Linked DNA regions of Sus scrofa: regions 1, 2, 3, 4, 6 and 7 are each linked to region 5. Evidence: chromatin contacts called from public HiChIP or PLAC-seq data. All regions are on one chromosome and are shown on one strand. Each heading gives the region's core, a stretch centred on a gene start, on an enhancer-like site or on the middle of the called end of the contact. The rest is flanking DNA. Distances are from core to core; before and after follow the strand shown. Region 1 overlaps FGGY (FGGY carbohydrate kinase domain-containing protein). Region 2 overlaps FGGY (FGGY carbohydrate kinase domain-containing protein). Region 3 overlaps FGGY (FGGY carbohydrate kinase domain-containing protein). Region 4 overlaps FGGY (FGGY carbohydrate kinase domain-containing protein). Region 5 holds the start of JUN (Jun proto-oncogene, AP-1 transcription factor subunit). Region 6 overlaps FGGY (FGGY carbohydrate kinase domain-containing protein). Region 7 overlaps FGGY (FGGY carbohydrate kinase domain-containing protein).

Region 1 (2,790 bases), core at 66-2,565, 880 kb after region 5:
AAGGAGGAAGTAGTATGAACCCACAGGTGTGATACGCAATTGTAGGTCCGCCTTGGATTGAACCAGAAGAGCTTAGGTTTGGGATGACTGAAAAGGACATGCCAAGAAGAGAAGGGCACATGGGTGTTGTCAGAGGGCTATGACCAGCACTGCTTAGACCTTACTACTAGACAGCCATGCTTGGGGAGCATAGCACTTGGAGCCTAAAGATTTAGTTTAAGTCCTGGCCATACTGCTAAAAATGCACTGTGTGAAGGAAGAGGGAAAAGGGAGGAATTCTTGCTGTTGGAGTTAGACAGCATCTCATGTATCATCTCATCAACTCTGGGAGGTGATAATAACAATAGGTGGTACATAAATCCTTCCGTGTGCCAGCACTTTCTATATTATCTTATAGTTTTTTCTACATATATTTGATCCTCATAGAAACCCTGAGATAGGGGGCATTGTTATTCCTTTGGATAGATGGGGAGAATGAGGCACAGAGAAGTTAAGCAGTGTGGCTATGGTCACACAGCTGGTAAATAGAGAAACTGAGTTTGAACCCAGGCAGTTTGGCCCAAGAGTCCATGCTCTTAGTTACTGTTACAGTCTCTAAGGCACGTGTACCTCAAGGAGGGTTCTGGGGTTAAGATTATTCCATCCCGGAGTTCCCATCGTGGCGCAGTGGTTAACGAATCTGACTAGGAACCATGAGGTTGCAGGTTCGGTCCCTGCCCTTGCTCAGTGGGTTAACAATCCGGCGTTGCCGTGAGCTGTGGTGTAGGTTGCAGACGCACCTCGGATCCCACGTTGCTGTGGCTCTGGCATAGGCTGGCAGCTACAGCTCCGATTCGACCCCTAGCCTGGGAACCTCCATATGCCGCGGGAGCGGCCCAAGAAATGGCAAAAAGACAAAAAAAAAAAAAAAAGATTATTCCATCCAACCCCTTGCCCTGCACATTGACACTCCTACCTCTACACCGCAGGGCTGGGGACCCCCTCCCCCCATCAACTGAGAAGGCTCCCTGCCAGGTGCTTCTCACAGCCTGTCTGGAAGCTTTCACTGACCCTCAGCCTTGGCTTCCAGCCGCACCAGTACCCTTGGTTCTAGCTTCCCACCCTTGTAGGATTCATGCCCAGCACCACACTTCCTGCTCCCCTTTTCTGAATAATTTGTTTTTGCCCTTGGGACACTTTTACCTCTGTTCAAGGTAAGATTCCAGAACCCAGAGTCCTCCCCCCATGCCAGCCCACACAAGTGGCATCCCCCTCAGATTTGTACCAGCTCCTGGGAACAGGACTGGACAGCTTGTTCAGCTGCTTTCTTAAGGGCCAGTCCCTGGCAGCTTTACTGGTCCCACCTGTTCCTGGCCTCACAGCTGCCAATCCATGCAGATGAGGCTATTCTGGGAGCAGCAAGAAGACTTATTCACTCTAGTCAAGTTTTTCTTAACAAAAGAAGTCAAAAGTCCTTTTGTTGTTTATTTGTGTTTTTTTTTTTTTTAATGTGCATTAACATTCTGCACAGAATACTGCAGCAGTTAAGACATGGCCTCTGAAATTGAAGGATATGTGTTCAAAATCCAGTTCTTCGACTTGCTTGTTGTATCATCTTAGGAAAATTGTTCCATCTCAGTTCTTCATTTGTAAAGTAGAGCTAAAAGAAGGCCTACCTTAGGTGGTAGTTGTGAGAATTCAGTGAAATGATGTTATGTGAGCACACATCGCAACACCTGACAAGCAGCATGTGCTCAGTAAGTGGCAGTGACTATCAGCATTATATTAAACATCATTATATTAAGTATCACTATGTAAAAGATCATTCAAGTCTCCCTGGAGAGATTTCATTCAGGCAGTTTTTTATTCAACAGGTATTTACCAGGTGGCTACCATATGCCGATCAATGCCAGGTGCAAATATAGGATGTATGTTTATGAAAGGAAGCAATGCATCTTAATCACTTCTTATAGGCCAGACACTGTTTTAGGCATTTTAGGGACATATTTCATTTAATCTTGATAAGGCCCTTGCAGGCAGACATTGGGCTGAGGTTCAGAGAGGTTAACTCCCCCCAAGATGTGGCCCCTGATTGGTTGTAGTTTTTGTTTGTTTGTTTTTTGTCTTTTTTCTTTTTGAGGGCCACACCTGTGGCATATGGAGGTTCCCAGGCTAGGGGTTGAATTGGAGCTATAGCTGCTGGTCTAGCCACAGCCCTAAAGCAACAGCAGATCTGAGCCACATCTGTGACCTACACCACAGCTCACAGCAACACCAGATCCTTAACCCACTGAGTAAGGCCAGGGATCGACCCTGCAATCTCATGGTTCCTAGTTGGATTTGTTTCCACTGTGCCATGATGGGAACGCCTGGTTGTAGTTTTAAATAAACCAAGATATTCTGAGATCAAGTCCCCACAATTGAGAGATGCGCGTTTTACTTTTGTACTCATGTAATCGAATGCCTTTGTTTATGTACCTTTCTGGTTAAAAGGAAGTTCAAAGGAAAGTGTTATTTATTTCATCCTTAGGGATACAAATCTCAGAAAGATTAGAGAGTTCTGTGCCTCTCATAGCAAGGGATGAGCCTGGGGGACTGTCCCCCAGTGATTGGGGATTTCATCATCCTACAGGATAACTTCTCTCCATGGCACTAGAGTGAGAGAGGGAGAAGGCAGCAAGCAAGGAGTTCCTATTGGACTCATCCAAGGCGTACTTTGCAAGTTATTTTGTTTTGTTTTTTAAATCAGCCCCAGTTATAAGCTTGCTTTTTGGATCCATGCCTTATGCCTCTAGCCATTGAAAGCCAAGT
Region 2 (2,700 bases), core at 13-2,512, 860 kb after region 5:
ATAGTTGGTAATGAAAGCCGAAGAATAACACAGGCAAAAAAGATATCCACTCAAGTCCTAGGAAGGATCCCAACTGGGGAGTAACAATAGAAAGCTTAGTATGTAAGGGCCACACTTGATGGGGAGTAGGGATTGTCAGCTAGAAACAGATTGCTATAAACTGGATCAGGAGTCCTGGGAGCATCCTTTGCCCAACATCCCCTGACTCTTATCTATCTTTTTTTTTTTTTTTTTATGTAATAAGCTAATAGTCTCATTTTTAAAAAATGAACAACATTAAGTGCTTCTTAAATGATAACACTGCTTCCTGCTGAAGAAAAAAAGCCTGTAAATTATTTCAAGCCTGGGAGTAACAGCAAAGATTTATTATGTATCTCCAACAGTTTTGAAGACTCCCTGAAATTGAAAGGGAACACTTTAAATGCCCCTAGGAAGTTATCCTGTTTCACCAGAGTGCCTTTGTGTAGAGTGTTACATGTTTGGGGACATGGGGACTGACAAGGCACCTTCTGAGACAAGGCCGCTGAGATGGGAAGCCAGCAACTGCTTCACCCCACCTCACAATTGACCTCCCTTCCCCTCCCCCTCCCCCTCAGCTGACACTTTGGCCAGAGGAGCCTGGGTGTTGGATGGAGTTGATCAGACTGAAACTCCTACCAAGTTGGCCATGTCACTTTCAGCTGTCGGCATCTCTGATGAGGAGGGATCCGGACAGGCCAGGCTGGTTCAGATAACTGGATGACAGCAGTTGTTTTCACCCTAGGAAGCGGACTAACGGCTACAGACAGAAATCGATGGAGGAGAAAATTACAGACAATCCTAAAGCGGAGATTCGAGCAAGTGCTTAGACGATGAGGAAGCCGCTAGCTTTAGTGAATCTGGCATATTGTGGTGTGGTGGGGACTGGGACCCTTCTCTTCAAGGGGCTCCTGAAACGATAACAGAGGGTAGTCAGGAAGTGTCAGCAGTCATTGTGTGTATGACTATGGATTAACTCACTTAATCCTCACAAAAATCCCATGAGGTCCTGATCTGTCTTGTGCTTTGCAGATAAGGAGGCCTTTACAGATAAGGAGGCCAAATCACAAAGAGGTTAAGTACTTTCCCAAGGTTAGCTAGCTAGTAAGATACACTCCTGCCATGTTTTGAGCCTGTGGACTGCTCACTGGAATAATACTGGAACCCATCTGTAAAGCTGCCTTGGGATACTCCTCACAGTGGGCCCACGTCTACACGCACCCCCTCACCACTGCTTCTCTGCAGTGCTGCCCTAGGGTGTTTCAGTGTCGGCTTACCCCACCTGGGGGTGAGCTTCCGGGAAGGATCCCAGTCTCCCTTATCCGTAACTGGTAGCAGGTATGGCATGAGCAGGTGTTGTATTACCATGGAGGTGAAGTTGGCAGAGATTGCATATTCCCCCTGAGCTGCCTGAGAAGGCTGGTTACCCAAAAAGCCAGCCACTGAAAGGAACGGTGCTGCACTGGAGGAATGTGGATTGGAAGCCCTTAGCCGGTAAAATCCAAGCTAACCCCACTTAGCTCTTAGCCCTGTCTCTGCAAACAGCTTTCCGTGTTCATACCGGCCCCACCCCAGACTGTTCCTTGTGAGTCTCAGTTACTCTTTTTTCAAGGATACATACCCCAGCTTCACTTGTTGGTTCAGTGACTGAACAACTCGATGTATAACCCAGGACAAGAGGTCAACCTCTTTGGCCCTCAGTTTCCTCATCTTTACACTGAAAGAATCAGGTTCTGGTTTTCACAGAATGTAAAGTTGTGGACCATTTGTAAGGCCAGTGTATCAAACAGATAGAAGCTGAGCCGTGTCTCCTCTTTGCTGTGTCACTCCCTCCCTTTCCCCACCACATGGCAGCCTTGGAGGGTCTCATTTGAACTTAAGAAGCACTGGACTCCGGTTTCAAAGGCAATAACCCAAAATTATTAATTAACTCTAATAATAATACAATCACACAGTATTTCAAAATGGAACCCGTTGGGAAAGGTGGGTTCAGGGACTCTCAGTGAGACCCCTGTGTCCACTTGACTGTTGGATGCTGTGGGCTCCTGGGGGGTGGTGTCAGCTTGGCTTGACTGTGTACAGTGGGCTAGGGAAGCTAAAGCCTCAGCCCTGTCCTCCTTGGCTGGAAACAGACCGCGTGTCCTGGCACTGGTGAATTAGAAATTCTATCCAGCGACTCTTAGAGATTAATTTTCCGTCTGGGGATCTGACCTCTTGCTTCAGCAGCCGAGGGGATCAGACCATTCTGGGAGGAGTCAGCGAGCTAGCCCTCTGAAAGGCCTTCCTTTTCTTTCTCTTTTTCTTTCTTTTTTCAACTGTACGTTTCAAAGGGAATTTCTGATTACGTTGGGGGCTTAACACCACCAGTCTGAATCCCTCTTGGCATTTTCGAGCTTTGGAATATCCATACCACCCCCCACAACGGGGCTTTGTGCTAGAAGATTACTGAAGCTTTAACTCTATTTATGTCTTTGGATTTATTTAAAAACAAAAAAAAAAAAAAAAAAAAAAAACTTTGGGAGTGAGGGACGAATGCCCCATTTCTTTTTATTTATTCATTTATTTATTTATTTATTTATTTAGTCCGTTTTCACAGATCTCTTAATGCTTCAAGGGTAAGAATCTTTCTTGGGTTATTTCCATACCTTTAGTGCCTAACGCAGAGATTGGCGTGGACCACTT
Region 3 (2,700 bases), core at 9-2,508, 730 kb after region 5:
TAAACACTCTCTCTGACTCTCCCCTCACAGTTGTAACTTCACTTGCCCACAAGTATCAAAGAACACGCCCCGTGTATCATTTTATGGGTAGAAGGTGCTTATGGGTATTTGGATAAATGATGGGTGACTCCGGGCTCTAAACAGTCTGACTCTGCCCTCACACTTGTAACTTCACTTGCCCAGCAAGTATCAAGGAACACACTCCGTGCAAAGCCGCCTGAGCTTATACCATTTATGGGAAACTCTCTGCTACCTGGCGTTCTTTCAACAGACACTGACTGTCAGTCACTCTGTCCTTTATTCCAAGTTCTGGGATGAGCAGTACTGAGGATGGTGACCCAGAGATCTGATCATCAGAGGATTCTGTCGCCTTCAGTGAGATGGAAATGTGATGTGTCAAACCAGAGTCCCCTCCGCCCTGCCCCTTCCCAGCAGTGTGACCTTGGACGGGTCACTCAGCCCATAGATGAGCCTTCATTCCTCTGCTGATGTGTGCCATTCATCATTTCAGCTTGATAGGCTTCCTATAAAATGAGACCGTACATATAAACATCAGCAGAGTGTCTGGGATTTTGTGAGCAAAAAAATCACTGATAGCGGGTGCCTTTATTATTCTAATGACAGTGACTTATTATTCCAGTGTTGGATGCCATACACTGACGCTGAAAGCCAAAAACAGGTTTCCTGGTTGCCCAGGCTGACCAGTGAGCCCTTTTGGTTTCTGTTTGAGACTGGTCTGCACGTCTGTTTGAGACGTGGTCTCAACGTCCTTTGGTATAAAAAAGAGAGTATCATTATGTTTGTTTTAGCTTTCTTTCCTTCTCCTTTTTCTAAGAGAGTTTTGTTTTGCTTTCTCACAGGAGTGATTGGAGCAGATGTGAGGGGGCACGGCCTCGCTTGTGAGGGACAGCCAGTGACGTCACGGCTGGCTGTCATCTGTGGAACATCTTCTTGTCACATGGGGGTGAGTCTGCCGGGTGAGGGCGGGGCTGCCACACTCGGGAGGATGGCCAGCCTGGGAGGAGGGAACCGCTGGCCCCTTTGCCCCTCAGCTCCTCCCTTCCTGCCCCCCCACCACACACACACCGTGGTTTATCTAGCTGGAAGCCCAGCCTTCCCACTAATAGCCTTGCTTATTAGATTTGCCAGACCCTTTTCCAGGGGCCAAATTCTTAAAAAGTGTGAAAAGGGTAGAGTCTGCCTTTAACATCACCCTGGCCAGAGAACCCATGGCTTGAGGGGTGAAATCGGATCCAGAGATGGCAACGCCTCGCTCCCAGACAATCTGTCCCCAATGGGTAGCTGCGTCTTCTTTGCAAAGGGGTGTCTGTTTTCCTTGGCCACTGAGCTCTCTCTCAATCAATATAAATCCATCTCCCTGGGAGCGCCCTGGTGATGTATAGAATTAGGCTGCATATCACGACTTTGAAAGAACACTGATAAGCAATTTTCACTTTGCTAATTTTTCTCCATGAATTAGTAGAAAGGCTTTCTCCAAGATTGCAGCTAAAATTTAGTGCCTGCCCTAAAATTTATATCTTCTTTAAATGCATGAGTCTGAAAGCATTCCATTTCGATAAGTACCCATTTCTACCATATTTTTATTTAAAAGTCATTACTCTGTTAAACTGAGATGGACGACTCCTTGAATTTTTCCCAGATAAGTAAAATAGGGGCGAGAGTGGTGGAGGAGGAGGAGGGCAAATGGGGGAGTGAGCGGCGGGGGCATGAGTAAGGATTAGAGTGGGGTCTGAGATGCAGTCGAGGGCAGAGGCCCTGTGACAATGGAGGGTACATATGATGCGAAACTGTTTAGCTGCCGTAGGGACCAGTGATCGTCTTGTACCATAAAATATTTTGGTTGCGTAAATATCGATACATTGACTTATTCATGGATCCTCTGCCCTTGTGTCTGGGACTGTGGCAAATCCTGGGGACACTAGGATAACATAGGGCCTCCCATTGGTGAGATGGAATTATAATAGGTATGACAGTAAAAGGCTCCACAGTATAGATGCAGATTGAGCCTGTGATACTGAGCATCTGGTAGGTACCAGGCATGGCATCGGGGGTTTTCATTTTGCAGGGGTGGTGGGGCTGTGTTTCCAGACTGGTTTCCAATCCCACATCCTCCATGAGCTAAGGATGGGCCCTTGGGCTGGGCACTTCACACCTCCGGGCCCCAGATCCTTCCTGTGCGAGATGTGGGAAGTATAATACATATCTCATAGTATCATGAAGGTGATTTGAGGCAATATAATGTGCTTCATATGAAGTGAGCCCTTTTCAAGGCTTAGTCTCTGTCATCAGCCCTCATATTATTGGGCAGAAAGGACACAGTGATTACCTGCCTGGGAGGGTCCAAGGCCACTACCTGAGAGGACTTGGTGCCAGACTTTCTCGCAGCCCTTCAAAAAAAAAAAAAAAAAAGCTTTCCTGGAGCTCCCGTTGTGGCACAACAGGGTCAGCAGCATTTTTGGGAACACTGGGACACAGGTTTGATCCCCAGCCCAGACCAGTGAGTTAGGGCTCCGGCATTACTGCAGCTGCGGCTTAGGTCATGACTCTGGCTCCAGTCTGATCCCTGGCCTGGGAGCTCCACATGCCGTGGGATAGCCAAAAATGACCAACAAAAAAAAGCGCTTTCCTTCTATTTGTTTCTCTGGACAAAGTTTTAAATGGAACTTCAAGTTTAAGAGT
Region 4 (2,700 bases), core at 53-2,552, 610 kb after region 5:
GCTTTCCGTGTATGAGAACGATTAATTCTGGGGATTTTATCAAAATAGAATTGAAACTACAGCCCTCAGATGGTAGCTAGGCTCTGGATTGGCCTTTTCTGTGCCGAAGTTGTCGGCTGGTACACTTGCTGCCCTACCCGTGCCTCCACCCCACAACGAGGAGTCACAGCCTTTTCCGGGTGCCCCCTCCCAGTTTGTTTCCAGCAGCCGTGCACACACACCCACACACACACACGTGTGCCTACACACTCGCCCACATTTTTGACTTTGCACTAATAGATAAAAAAGGCCCCCATCAGCTCTGCTGGGCCGCAGTCCTGTCTGGTTTAAATCTAAACTGCCTGAGAGATCGGGGGTAATAAGTGAGTGACAACAGGTGCAGATTTCCTTACACCCCTCCGCGCTCGGCCCCTAGTTCTTTCTTTGATTCTTTTCCCCCAACACCCTTGTCCAATAAATTTTATAGCTGCACGATCCTGTTTCAGAGCGGAAGGGAGATTTTTCTCTCCACTCGGCTAAATGGTGCCTAAGTCAAAACCCTGCTTCCTGCCCCGCTCCTCGCTTTTGAAGAAGCAGTAATAAGGAGTAACCGCAGGCCAGGAGCTGCTGCTGGGTCCGGTATCTGCAGTCTGACACATGAAGAGCTAATTTTCGGGCCCTGTTTCAGAAAAGCCAAGAATTAACTTGCAGAGAATTAGCCATAATTGGGGAGAAAATAATCACGTGGCGTTTTCTGCCCTGTGATAACTGTAGCCACTGACAGGGCCTTCATAGCTATGTCAACGCCCACCTCTATTTAAAACAAAGCATTGCTCAGGGCCTTGAAAGCCCTATCTGGATGTTCTCTGTGGCACATTTGTGTGCAAGCCACCTGAATGTGGGCGTTAAAAGGGGATTTGTTTCATGTCTTTCTGGTGCAAAGTCCCAGGGCAGTGAGACATTTTATATCATATTTGCAGACATGAATGGCTTCTGCAGGTGTCAGATAAGGTTCGCAGGCCCTGTGGGCAAAGCTGCAGTCGGGCCTGCTTCAAGAATGGGCTGTGGTCTGAAGAGAATCATTTCTGATAAGGTCCTGGGTCCTTTAGAGAATTTGAAACTCAGTGCCTCTTTTGTCCTGTGTGTGTGTGTGTGTGTGTGTGTGTGTGTGTGTGTGTGTATGTGTTTAAAGTATCCTGGCCCACAATACACATGGAAGGGAGATGATGGACTTTGTTATTGGAGGTGACCTGAATACAGTGGGCCAGAAGCCTCAGTCCCGTCAGAGTACAGCCAAGTGTCATGTGTTCCCATGATTTAAACACCCGCTCTCTGCTGCCGGCTTCACAGTCTGAATGTCTGTCCTGCGTGCTCTCCCGAGCTCCGTACTGCTCTGCCACCCTCCCGGTGGAGGGGATCAAAACACAGAGATCCCTTTATGCTCTTTCAACTCTTAGTACTTTTGCATGTGCTGTCTCCTCAGCCAGTATCCTTAGGTATTGCTACTTGCTGGCTCACAGGCGCCTCAGACGCCACTCCTTTTCCCTGAAATACTTTTGCTTTTCTTTCACTGTTTCCTGTCAGAGGCAAGGTGCTGTCATCAGTTTGCCAACCCCAAACCTTGACATCATACCTTCCATATTCATGACCATTCCCTAAATGAAGGGCAAAATCTATGATATTGTTCCTTAACTATCTCCGGAGTAGTTGCCATCCTCAGCTTACCCTCCTAACTGGGCTCCTTGGCTCCCACCATCCTTCCCCCAACTTCTGCCCTACCTCACCTCACCAAACCAGTACTCCTTCCTCCTCTACTTTAGGCTCTGCCTGTGGATCTGATATTGCTTTTCTTTGAAACCCTTCAGTAGCATCCCGGGTCTGCAGTTTTCAAGTCTCACCTCACCTCTCTTGTGTGGAGCGTAGGTCTGCTGTGATCTAGCTGCTCCCTGGTCCTCCCAGGTCACTCTCTGCCAGTTTCCTGGTGGAAGGGATCAAAAAACAGAGCTCCCATTACTCTCTTTCAGCTCTCTGTATTTTTGCATATGCTCTTGCCTCTACTAGTAATGCCCTTTCCTGCGCTGGCTTACCAGTCAACCCCTATACTTCTGTGTTAGTAGGTGACAGTCTTTTTTTTTTTTTTTTCTTTTTTTGGCCTTTTTCTAGGGCCAATCCTATGGCACATGGAGGTTCCCAGGCTAGGGGTCTAATCAGAGCTGTAGCCTCTGGCCTACGCCAGAGCCACAGCAACGCAGAATCCAAGCCAAGTCTGCGACCTACACCACAGCTCTCGGCCATGCCGGATCATCAACCCACTGAGCAAGGCCAGGGATCAAACCCGCAGACTCATGGTTCCTAGTTGGATTCGTTAACCACTGAGCCACGACGGGAACTCCAGTAGGTGACAATCTTATCTGTGGCTCATAGATGATGGCTTCTTTTTTTCTTACATGACAGTCTAGAGATCAATGCTTTCCACGAGATCCTCCCAGAACCAGATGGTTTCTGTGTGTGAACAATCCTTAATATTGATACACTTGTCTGCATGATCGAAGGTGGCTATCAGCCTCCTTCTTCCAGGCAGCGGGATGAAAGATGAAGAAGACACCTACCTTTTCTCTTTAGTGGCACATTCTAGAAGCTGTCCCTACTTCTCCTTCCCAATCCTTTCTGCCTCCTGGCTGTCTGGCACTCAGGCTCTGCATAGGGGAAGTACAGAAGCCG
Region 5 (2,786 bases), core at 123-2,622:
CCACTCGTGCACACTGGGGGCGCCGTCAGGACGCAACCCAGTCCAACTTGGATACCCTTGGCTTTAGTCCTCCGACACTTCTTTTTTTTTTCTCCCTCTCTCTCGCAACTTGTCAAGTTCTCAAGTCTGTCTCTCTGCTATTTTTTTTTTTTTCTCCATTGCCCCTCAGCCCCCAACAGTCTCGCCTCAAAACGTTTGCAACTGCTGCGTTAGCATGAGTTGGCACCCACTGTTAACGTGGTTCATGACTTTTTGTTTAAGCTGGGCCACCTGTTCCCTGAGCATGTTGGCGGTGGACGCCAGCTCCGAGTTCTGCGCTTTCAAGGTTTTCACTTTTTCCTCCAGCCGGGCGATCCTCTCCAGCTTCCTTTTCCGGCACTTGGAGGCAGCGATGCGGTTCCTCATGCGCTTCCTCTCCGCCTTGATCCGCTCCTGCGACTCCATGTCGATGGGAGACAGGGGCGGGGTTTCCCCGGGCATCTCGGGCACCGTCTGCGGCTCCTCCTTCAGGGCCTGCAGCCGCGGGTGCTGCACGGGGATCTGCTGGGGCAGGTGGTGCGGCGGCTGCGGTGGTTGCTGTTGCTGCTGCTGGGGCTGAGCGGGAAAGGCCAGGCCCGCCGCGCCGTAGGAGGGCGCCCCGCCGCCGCTGCTCAGCGCGCCGGGGTTGAAGTTGCTGAGATTAGCGTAGACTGGCGGCTCGCTGTGTAGGCTGGCGCTGAAGCCGCCGCTGCCGCTGCCGCCCGCCACTGAAGCTACCGCCGGAGCCACCAGGCCCGCCCCGCTGACCGGCTGCGCCGCCGACGTGACGCTGGGCAGAGTGTTCTGGCTGTGCAGTTCGGCCAGCGCGCGCACGAACCCCTCGGCGAAGCCCTCCTGCTCGTCAGTCACGTTCTTGGGGCATAGGAACTGGGTAGGGGTCGGCGTGGTGGTGATGTGCCCGTTACTGGACTGGATTATCAGGCGCTCGAGTTCGGGCGACGCCAGCTTGAGCAGCCCCACGTCGGGCGAGGTGAGGAGGTCGGAGTTCTTGGCCCGTAGGTGCGGCTTCAGGTTGCCCACCGGGTCAGCCAGGTTCAGGGTCATGCTCTGCTTCAGGATCTTGGGGTTACTGTAGCCGTAGGCACCGCTCTCGGACTGGAGGAACGAGGCGTTGAGGGCATCGTCGTAGAAGGTCGTTTCCATCTTTGCAGTCATAGAACAGTCCGTCACTTCACGTGGGGTGAGTTTGGGTTGCGCGCAGAAGTTTCGGGGCCGCAACAGCGCGCTGGCAAACGGGGGACACCCGCGCTTCCCGGGGCCGTGAGCGAGGAAAGTTTCTCTAAGAGCGCGCGCCCCCGCCGGCTGGCCTCCCCCCTGCGCCCTCCTCACCAGCTCGCTCCGGGGGATCGCAAGGTTGAGACGCCGCCCGCACTCTTACTCGTCCGCTCGCGCGCGCTTCCCGGCTTTGAAAAAGTCGCGGTCACTCACGGTGAGCTCTCGGGAGCAGCGGTTCCTCGGAGCCCGCGGACGAACTCGCTTCCAGGCGGAGGCAGGCAGCGCAAAGCCCGCGGTGGCCTGCCCGCGGCGGGTCTCCGCCGCCCGGACTCCGACGACTGTCCCCTCCTCCGCTGCGAGGGGGAGGGGGCGCCCGGCAGCCGCGGGTCGCGCTCGCCCAAGTTCAGCAACCGGTGCGAGCGGAGCGGAGCGCACGTCCTCCTCACTCCACCGCCTCCTTTTCTTTACCGCCTCTGCGGCAGCTTCGGGCGGAGAGAAGCTTTGCGAAAGTTCGCTCCGGGACCCGGCGGCCACTTGTCCCCTGTCCTCCTTGCCGGGAAACTTCTCGCCGCTGCAGCTGGTCTCCGGACTTCCCCGTGCGGACAGTGGCCGCTCTCCGAGCTGTCAGCAGCGCCCGCGCAGCGGGGCTCTCCGCCTGGGGGCGGCTGGAGAAGGGGATCTCCCGGCACTCCCCAAAACACCAGCCCGGGAGCCACAGGCGTTAGCTCCGGGTCGTGGGAGAGAAAATGGAAAAGAAAATAAGATTTGCAGTCCGCCCCGACTGACGGTGCCTGTCTGCCTGCCTGAATCGGCGAACCTCCACTCCCGCCTCGCTGCTTCAGCCACACTCAGTGCAACTCTGAGCCCTTATCCAGCCGGAGCTCAACACTTATCTGCTACCAGTAAACCCCTAAAAATAGCCCATGATGTCACCCCAAGGCCTTCCCATTGGCTCTTGTCGCTCTCAGGAGGGCGGGCCCACCCGTCGCCATGGAGACCCCACCCTAGAAGATTCTTCTCTGGACCCGCGGAGGCTCACGGGATGAGGTAATGCTCCGCTGCCCTCCTACAGTTGGGCCCTTCTTTTGCCTCCCCTCCCTCCTCTCCTCGCGACTAGCGCCTCTCTCTTCCCCCTCCCCTCCTCGGCGCGTCTTTCCTGGCCCGCCCGGTGCATTGTGGGCTGACGTCTTGGGGTTTGACTGTCTAGTGACGGTGGCTGCCGCAAGCTGGGCGGACTCCGGCGGCGGCTCGCAGCCTCTGAAGGAGGCGGGCTCAAGTTCAGGGAAGGCAGGGGATGCGGGGACCCGGAAGGCTGGGGAACCGGGCCCGATGGCTCGGCCTGAGTGGGCTGGGCGGGTGTCACTGAGGGGGTCGATGTCATCTGCGGGCACTTCGCCGCCGCGCGGGGGGGAGGGGGCGGGCTAAGCGCCCAGGTCCCTGCCCCCCCCCGCATTTCCGGGGGGCGGGAGCACCGCCCTTAAGGTGGCTCTGTTAAGGCCCTTGTGGGGGCGAGTGAAAGTGGGCTGAAGTTT
Region 6 (2,700 bases), core at 84-2,583, 920 kb after region 5:
TTCAGACTACTCTGGTAGTCTGCTACAATCAGAGTCTATCTTTTTTCTTTTTCTTTTTTTTTTTTTTTTTTTTTTTTTTTTTTTTTTTGTCTTTTCTAGGGCCGCACAGGCGGCATATGGAAGTTCCTAGGCTAGGGGTCTAATCGGAGCTGTAGCCACCGGCCTGCACCAGAGCCACCACAAGCCGTGTCTGCAAACTACACCACAGCTCCCGGTAATTCCAGATCCTTAACCCACTCTGCAAGGCCAGGGATCGAACCCGCAACCTCATGGTTCCTAGTCAGATTTGTTAAACACTGAGCCACAACGGGAACTCCAGAGTCTATCATTTTTAATCACTGCACTCTATTTTCTGTCTTTCTAAAGAATCACTTTGACTGGCCTTGACTGTTGCTAGGGTACCAGTTAGGAGATATTGTTCAGAGAGTGGGGTACTCAAATTTTCAACAATGCTGTGAGTAGATATTATTATTCCCACTTCATAGGTGGGAAAACTGAGGCTTCGTTCACGTATCTGGTAAGTAGCAGGACTCAGCATCTATCCCAAGCTTATTTATCTCTAAAACCCGATATCTTTCCACTGTCATCTCCAATTCCTGCAAAACTAGAGAGCTCCAGGCCCCTACCCCTCCTTTATGATCAAGAGACCAATCTGAGGTGAATTTTAAGAGTCAATATTGGAGAACGAGGCATTTGAAAATTTTTATTTCCATTTGGTAGGTATTACATAATAAAAAATTAAATGAAATATAAATATACTAACACATACACTTAATAACACATACAGCATTTTTTTCTTTTATGCTTTTTAAATCGGTATAGTGTACGTAAAGTGAAATTCACAGATCTTAAGTGTACAGCTTGATGAATTTTGAGAAATGTGTGTACCTGTGTAATCAACCTCATTAAACAAGATGTGTGGCGGGGAGGACATGTAGGGAGCTATGTAGGTTGATGGATTGATACCATGTGTTTAAGGTTATAAAGGAGGTGTGAGTCTTCATGTCACAATTGGTGATGAAGACCTACCTCACTCTTTCCGTCCCTCCACATCCCGCTTCTAAACTGACATGGTTGTTTCCAGTGCATGGAGGTCAGGCAGAAGACCAGGTGCCGGTCAAAAGATGACTGTATCAAAAATCAAAACAAAACAAAACAAATAGAAGAACAACTAGCCATTTCTTCATGCTTGTTGGGGGAAAATCACGTTGCCCTACTTTGTTTTTCTTTGAAAGGGTCATGTGCCTCAGCCCACACATTATCATGTGAACTTGTTGTTCCAGTAAAATGAGTCAGAGTTCCTCAAGAAGGCAGATTCATGTATTTCAGAGCTGTGTGTCAGCATCTCTGAAAAAAGGTGCAGTGTACAGGATTGGTGCTTCTCAGGCACAAGCACACGCTCATTCTTAGCCAAGGAGATCACACAGCTAATGAGCAGCAGAAGTGGGATTTGAACTCAAGCCCAGAGGACGCAAGCATCAGGCTTTTTGCATTGTAGGGGGGAAGTGTGTAGGGTCTGAGCGCAGGGCTAAGCAAAGGCCTGGAGTCAGAAGGGGCTCTAAATTCTGGCTTTTCTGCATTTTTGACCTTGGGCAAATTCTTTATACTCTCTCAGTTCACTTCTTGGTCCATGAAGGGGGAAGAGGTGATGATATCTGTGTCATAAAGTCGTTTTGAGAATTTCAAGAGTCACGTCCATAAAGCGATTAGTGCAGCGCACAGCACAGAGCAAGCACCTGGGAAATGTTGGCTTGAACCGGTAACCTAGCAACTGCCACGGAATTGGCTGCTGGGACAATGAATGCTTTGTTTTTCTGATCATACCCCATCAGTTATAAAAATTTTGAGCTTGCATCCTCAATATGTGGAAATGTATTTATGAAGAGGCATACACATGTTTTATTGGGCTTATAGGTTATCTATATTATAAATATAGCTGAAATAAAAGATTTCAAATATTTGCTCATCATGATGTTATTATACTAACATTAGACAGTGTCTAAAGATCCACAATCTAAGGCCAGGTGAGTTTTGAATGATTTTTTTTATTATTTCTAAATGATTTTGTATGTGCCACTGTATTTATATCTCAAACAGTATTCTTGATCATTTTAATTTTTGTCTCAATTCTTGTCATAGTCTAAGCCGTCTTTGTTTTTACCTTATACTGTGAAAAGCTAATACCAGGGAAAAGTGTCATCATTTTTCCTTTTTGTTTACTTGAATCTGCACCGTGACCATTGCCTTTAGTCCTTTGGCCAAGTCTTTCTCAGTTGCTTGCCCATTTTGTGAGAGTTTGTTTAAATAAAATTAGATAGCCCCTATACACTCCCACCCTGGAACATGTAGATGACGATGGGTAGCAAACCCCTGGAAGCTGGGGACATAGACTGGAGGGCATGCTGTCATGCCCCCATGATGTAAGGCTCTCACTCTTACCTTGGGAGATTTCACGTGTCTTACTCACTCATGACTGTCTGATGAGGGACCAACGGGTGGTGCTGGTGACAATCTGCGTATTAAGTGCTGGTAAAGTTGAATTCATTTCTTTAGACTACACGTCTTATAAACGGCACTTCCAGTATGTTTTTCTGGAATCCTAACCAACCACTTCAGCACTCCCTGGAGTGAATGTTTACCATTTTAGAAACACCATTCGATGATCTTCCATAACCTCTGTCATGAAAGTCATCACCCTTT
Region 7 (2,700 bases), core at 178-2,677, 760 kb after region 5:
CAGGCTCCGGAGGAAAAGCCCGGCTCTGTGTGGAACACTTACGTAGCCTGTGACCACAGGAACTTTGGAGCAACGTAACAGACAATTATCATTCATTATGCATTCAGTTGTGAATCAAAACAAACCAAACTGAAGCATTGTGTAAGTTTGGCCCCTGGTAATCCTGAATACGTGCTTGAGAGGGCGCAGTGGTAGGATTGTGGACTTCCGGCTAAAAAGCAACCGAAACGTAAATTGGGATTATGTCCCCTGTTGCCTTCAAGAAAAACAATTCCTGCATCTTAGCATGTCATGAATGGATTTTCATCATCTGACCTCTGCCTACCCTGGACTCCTGGGTCTCACATCTATTATTTGCACATCCTGCTCCATGGCTGCGTGACCTTGGGCAAGTTAGAGAACCTCTCTAAGCCTCAGTTCCCTCATCTGTAAAGTGGGAATGTAGATACCTACCTTACAGGCCTGTGGTAATTAACATGAAATTGTGCAAGAAAAGCTACTCACCCAGTCTTTTGCTCACATCACAGCATGTGCCAATTCACCATTTGTGTGATGTTTTTGTTATTTACCATATATTCTACATTCCAGCCAAATCATAACACCCACTTCAAGCCATTATTGGGCTAAGAATTTAGCCCTTTATTGAGGTGCTTAACAGAGTCTCTTGCCATTTGGGGATTAGCTGTCAGACGTCAATCACGATTACACCAAAAACTAAGGCAAAGAAAATATCTTTTTCTTCATCTGTGTTTCTCCAGGACCTAACACATAGTACGGGCTCAGTTAATTGTTTGCAAAGGAAATGTGTGACGTGTCTCTGTTTCCCAGAATCTTGATTCTTTGAAGGGCCCAGGTATTTTCCCCACAACCCTAGAAGGCAGCTATGGAAACTCTTCACAGATGAGTGCAAAGCCTCAATTAACAGAAATGCCTCAAGGGTAAACATTATTTTATTTTTTTTAAACCATCAACCCATTAGGGATACAACTTGAGATCCAAGCGATCCTCTTGGTCTGGCCTAAGAAAGGAGACCCAGACGTTCCCATGTGGCTCAGTAGTAACAAACCCGACTAGTATCCATGAGGATGTGGGTTCGATCCCTGGCCTCGCTCAGTGGGTTAAGCATCCCGAGCTGCTGTGAGCTGTGGTGTAGGTTGCAGACACGGCTCTGATCCCAAGTTGCTGTGGCAGGCAGCTGCAGCTCCGATTTGACCCCTAGCCAGGTAACCTCCATATGCCTCACATGTGGCCCTAAAACAAACAAAGACCCAGATTTCTACCATCTGAAACCTACTGTATCTCCAGATATCCACACCCTCTGCCGGCACCTCCGTTATTCTCACTTTACAAGGATGAACCGGGCCTGTCTGCCTGCTTCACTCAGAAAAGTGTAGGTTAAATATTTCCTGGCTTAACATTTCCTGGTTCAAAAAGTTAAATAATCAGCTCTCACTTGTTGATTATTTACTGGGTGCTTGCGGCATGTCAGGGATTTCTCTATGTTGCCTCTAATGTTCCCGAACATTCTGGAAGGTGAATATTCTTGTCTGTCACTGACATGGAAGAAACCAAGATTCATCAGGGTCTCATACTTTGCTGTCTGGGCTGCGATTCCCAGCCTGGCTGAACGAAGTGTCTCTTCTTTGTGGCACTCTTGGTCCTTAAAGAAGCAGTCTCACCAGCCCCTAGGCCTCATGAACCAGCACCCACCTCTCTGTATCCCCCCAGAGGCAGGCCTGGAGGGTGGAGGAGTATTTTTGCCTACCATGGCTGAGTGCTCAGTCACCGCCCTCTGCAAGCAGGCCAGTGAAGTGGAAAAATAGCTCTGACTCCTAACCCTGACATCTGTCCCTCAGGTGAGAGCCAGAGTCTCAAATTGCTGTGCCAATGACGAATGGGCCCACGCCACACACCGAGGGTATCAGCACACAGAGCGTCCTGCCGGAATTCACACATCCTGGAAGCCAGGCTGGCCCTGGTGGCCAGTTTCATTTAATCTTGTGTCTGATTGCTGCATGATGAGTGGAGAGAGTGAGGAAGTCAGAATCTTAGGGAAGCACACTGGTCTCCAGCAACCAGGCTTGGTTTGCTCTTTCCCTCGCCCAGTACCCTGGCGCCCTCTCTGTAAACCCACAGCCCAAACTAGAACCAGGCTAGGGGAAGGGCTGTGATCTTTTTGCGTTCATCTAACTTTCCTGGTTCCCAAAGAAGCAGCTATAGAAGGAAGACCATGGCTTTGGGGGGGTCAGGCAGACCCAGATCAAATTTCCCTTCTGCCACTTGGCACTTGGGTGACCATGAACAAGGCTTTGAATTTTTGTGAGCCATGACTGACTTCTTTATCTATAAACCAAAGGGAGTGGCAGAATTATCAGGAAGACTCTGTCTGAGAATATGTCTAAATTATCAGCACATAGTAGCTGCTTAGCAAATGTTAGCTGCCTTCCTTCCCCTTCCCCTTCCCCTCCCCTTTATTTGTAAGGCTTTAAAAAAAAAACACATTGTGATTGTCATTTGTTACATTGTGAGTTAAATAGACAACTGATGAATAACAGAAACTCTATTTAAACTACGCCCAAAGAACTGTAACCCTGTCCTTCATCAGGTCGGAGATTTTATATTTTACAGATAGCTGTTCCACACCGCCCCCCATTCTACTTCCACCCCCATATCCTTTTTTTCTAAGGAAATCCAGATGGG

The links. HiChIP or PLAC-seq counts read pairs in DNA pulled down with a chosen protein or histone mark.
Region 1: a contact with region 5 is called in an H3K27ac HiChIP or PLAC-seq map of skeletal muscle. The contact joins the enhancer-like site here to the promoter of JUN in region 5. A contact is called at or near these places in 3 of 5 promoter capture datasets (fetal skeletal muscle, liver and skeletal muscle), 7 of 47 Hi-C or Micro-C datasets (brain, embryonic fibroblasts, fetal skeletal muscle and 4 more) and 2 of 2 datasets of contacts at active chromatin or transcription factors (alveolar macrophages and skeletal muscle).
Region 2: a contact with region 5 is called in an H3K27ac HiChIP or PLAC-seq map of skeletal muscle, with 17 times the contacts expected there. The contact joins the enhancer-like site here to the promoter of JUN in region 5. A contact is called at or near these places in 4 of 5 promoter capture datasets (fetal liver, fetal skeletal muscle, liver and 1 more), 17 of 47 Hi-C or Micro-C datasets (alveolar macrophages, brain, embryonic fibroblasts and 10 more) and 2 of 2 datasets of contacts at active chromatin or transcription factors (alveolar macrophages and skeletal muscle).
Region 3: a contact with region 5 is called in an H3K27ac HiChIP or PLAC-seq map of alveolar macrophages. The contact joins the enhancer-like site here to the promoter of JUN in region 5. A contact is called at or near these places in 1 of 5 promoter capture datasets (fetal skeletal muscle), 2 of 47 Hi-C or Micro-C datasets (both in embryonic fibroblasts) and 2 of 2 datasets of contacts at active chromatin or transcription factors (alveolar macrophages and skeletal muscle).
Region 4: a contact with region 5 is called in an H3K27ac HiChIP or PLAC-seq map of skeletal muscle. The contact joins the enhancer-like site here to the promoter of JUN in region 5. A contact is called at or near these places in 2 of 5 promoter capture datasets (fetal skeletal muscle and liver), 12 of 47 Hi-C or Micro-C datasets (fetal heart ventricle, fetal skeletal muscle, heart right ventricle and 7 more) and 2 of 2 datasets of contacts at active chromatin or transcription factors (alveolar macrophages and skeletal muscle).
Region 6: an H3K27ac HiChIP or PLAC-seq map of alveolar macrophages shows a contact between it and region 5, with 5 times the contacts expected there. The contact joins the enhancer-like site here to the promoter of JUN in region 5. A contact is called at or near these places in 1 of 5 promoter capture datasets (fetal skeletal muscle), 4 of 47 Hi-C or Micro-C datasets (embryonic fibroblasts, fetal skeletal muscle and fibroblasts) and 2 of 2 datasets of contacts at active chromatin or transcription factors (alveolar macrophages and skeletal muscle).
Region 7: a contact with region 5 is called in an H3K27ac HiChIP or PLAC-seq map of skeletal muscle. The contact joins the enhancer-like site here to the promoter of JUN in region 5. A contact is called at or near these places in 1 of 5 promoter capture datasets (fetal skeletal muscle), 4 of 47 Hi-C or Micro-C datasets (embryonic fibroblasts, psoas muscle and skeletal muscle) and 2 of 2 datasets of contacts at active chromatin or transcription factors (alveolar macrophages and skeletal muscle).

Annotation. Positions count from the first base shown.
Region 1 is chr6:152,801,061-152,803,850 of Sscrofa11.1, reverse strand. The region is part of intron 14 of FGGY (FGGY carbohydrate kinase domain-containing protein); the gene reads left to right. Among named protein-coding and RNA genes, the nearest start is that of HOOK1, 93 kb to the right of the region's middle. Within about 2 kb of position 1,315, at least 3 of the 83 cell types and tissues checked have an H3K27ac peak or open chromatin away from gene starts, as enhancers often do. A contact at or near this core is called in skeletal muscle, where this site is marked.
Region 2 is chr6:152,829,528-152,832,227 of Sscrofa11.1, reverse strand. All of the region lies in intron 14 of FGGY (FGGY carbohydrate kinase domain-containing protein), which reads left to right. Among named protein-coding and RNA genes, the nearest start is that of HOOK1, 120 kb to the right of the region's middle. Within about 2 kb of position 1,262, at least 15 of the 83 cell types and tissues checked have an H3K27ac peak or open chromatin away from gene starts, as enhancers often do. A contact at or near this core is called in fetal skeletal muscle, omental adipose tissue, retroperitoneal adipose tissue and 2 more, where this site is marked.
Region 3 is chr6:152,959,054-152,961,753 of Sscrofa11.1, reverse strand. It overlaps FGGY (FGGY carbohydrate kinase domain-containing protein), which reads left to right. Exons shown (of 16, transcript XM_021097811.1): 8 at 861-964. Among named protein-coding and RNA genes, the nearest start is that of HOOK1, 250 kb to the right of the region's middle. Within about 2 kb of position 1,258, at least 29 of the 83 cell types and tissues checked have an H3K27ac peak or open chromatin away from gene starts, as enhancers often do. A contact at or near this core is called in alveolar macrophages, fetal skeletal muscle and skeletal muscle, where this site is marked.
Region 4 is chr6:153,077,088-153,079,787 of Sscrofa11.1, reverse strand. The region is part of intron 5 of FGGY (FGGY carbohydrate kinase domain-containing protein); the gene reads left to right. Among named protein-coding and RNA genes, the nearest start is that of FGGY, 130 kb to the left of the region's middle. Within about 2 kb of position 1,302, at least 12 of the 83 cell types and tissues checked have an H3K27ac peak or open chromatin away from gene starts, as enhancers often do. A contact at or near this core is called in skeletal muscle, where this site is marked.
Region 5 is chr6:153,685,011-153,687,796 of Sscrofa11.1, reverse strand. JUN (Jun proto-oncogene, AP-1 transcription factor subunit) reads right to left here and starts at 1,372. Exons shown (of 1, transcript NM_213880.1): 1 at 162-1,372. The coding sequence starts at 1,194. The coding sequence ends at 187.
Region 6 is chr6:152,769,379-152,772,078 of Sscrofa11.1, reverse strand. The region is part of intron 14 of FGGY (FGGY carbohydrate kinase domain-containing protein); the gene reads left to right. Among named protein-coding and RNA genes, the nearest start is that of HOOK1, 61 kb to the right of the region's middle. Within about 2 kb of position 1,333, at least 12 of the 83 cell types and tissues checked have an H3K27ac peak or open chromatin away from gene starts, as enhancers often do. A contact at or near this core is called in alveolar macrophages and embryonic fibroblasts, where this site is marked.
Region 7 is chr6:152,927,663-152,930,362 of Sscrofa11.1, reverse strand. All of the region lies in intron 8 of FGGY (FGGY carbohydrate kinase domain-containing protein), which reads left to right. Among named protein-coding and RNA genes, the nearest start is that of HOOK1, 220 kb to the right of the region's middle. Within about 2 kb of position 1,427, at least 14 of the 83 cell types and tissues checked have an H3K27ac peak or open chromatin away from gene starts, as enhancers often do. A contact at or near this core is called in skeletal muscle, where this site is marked.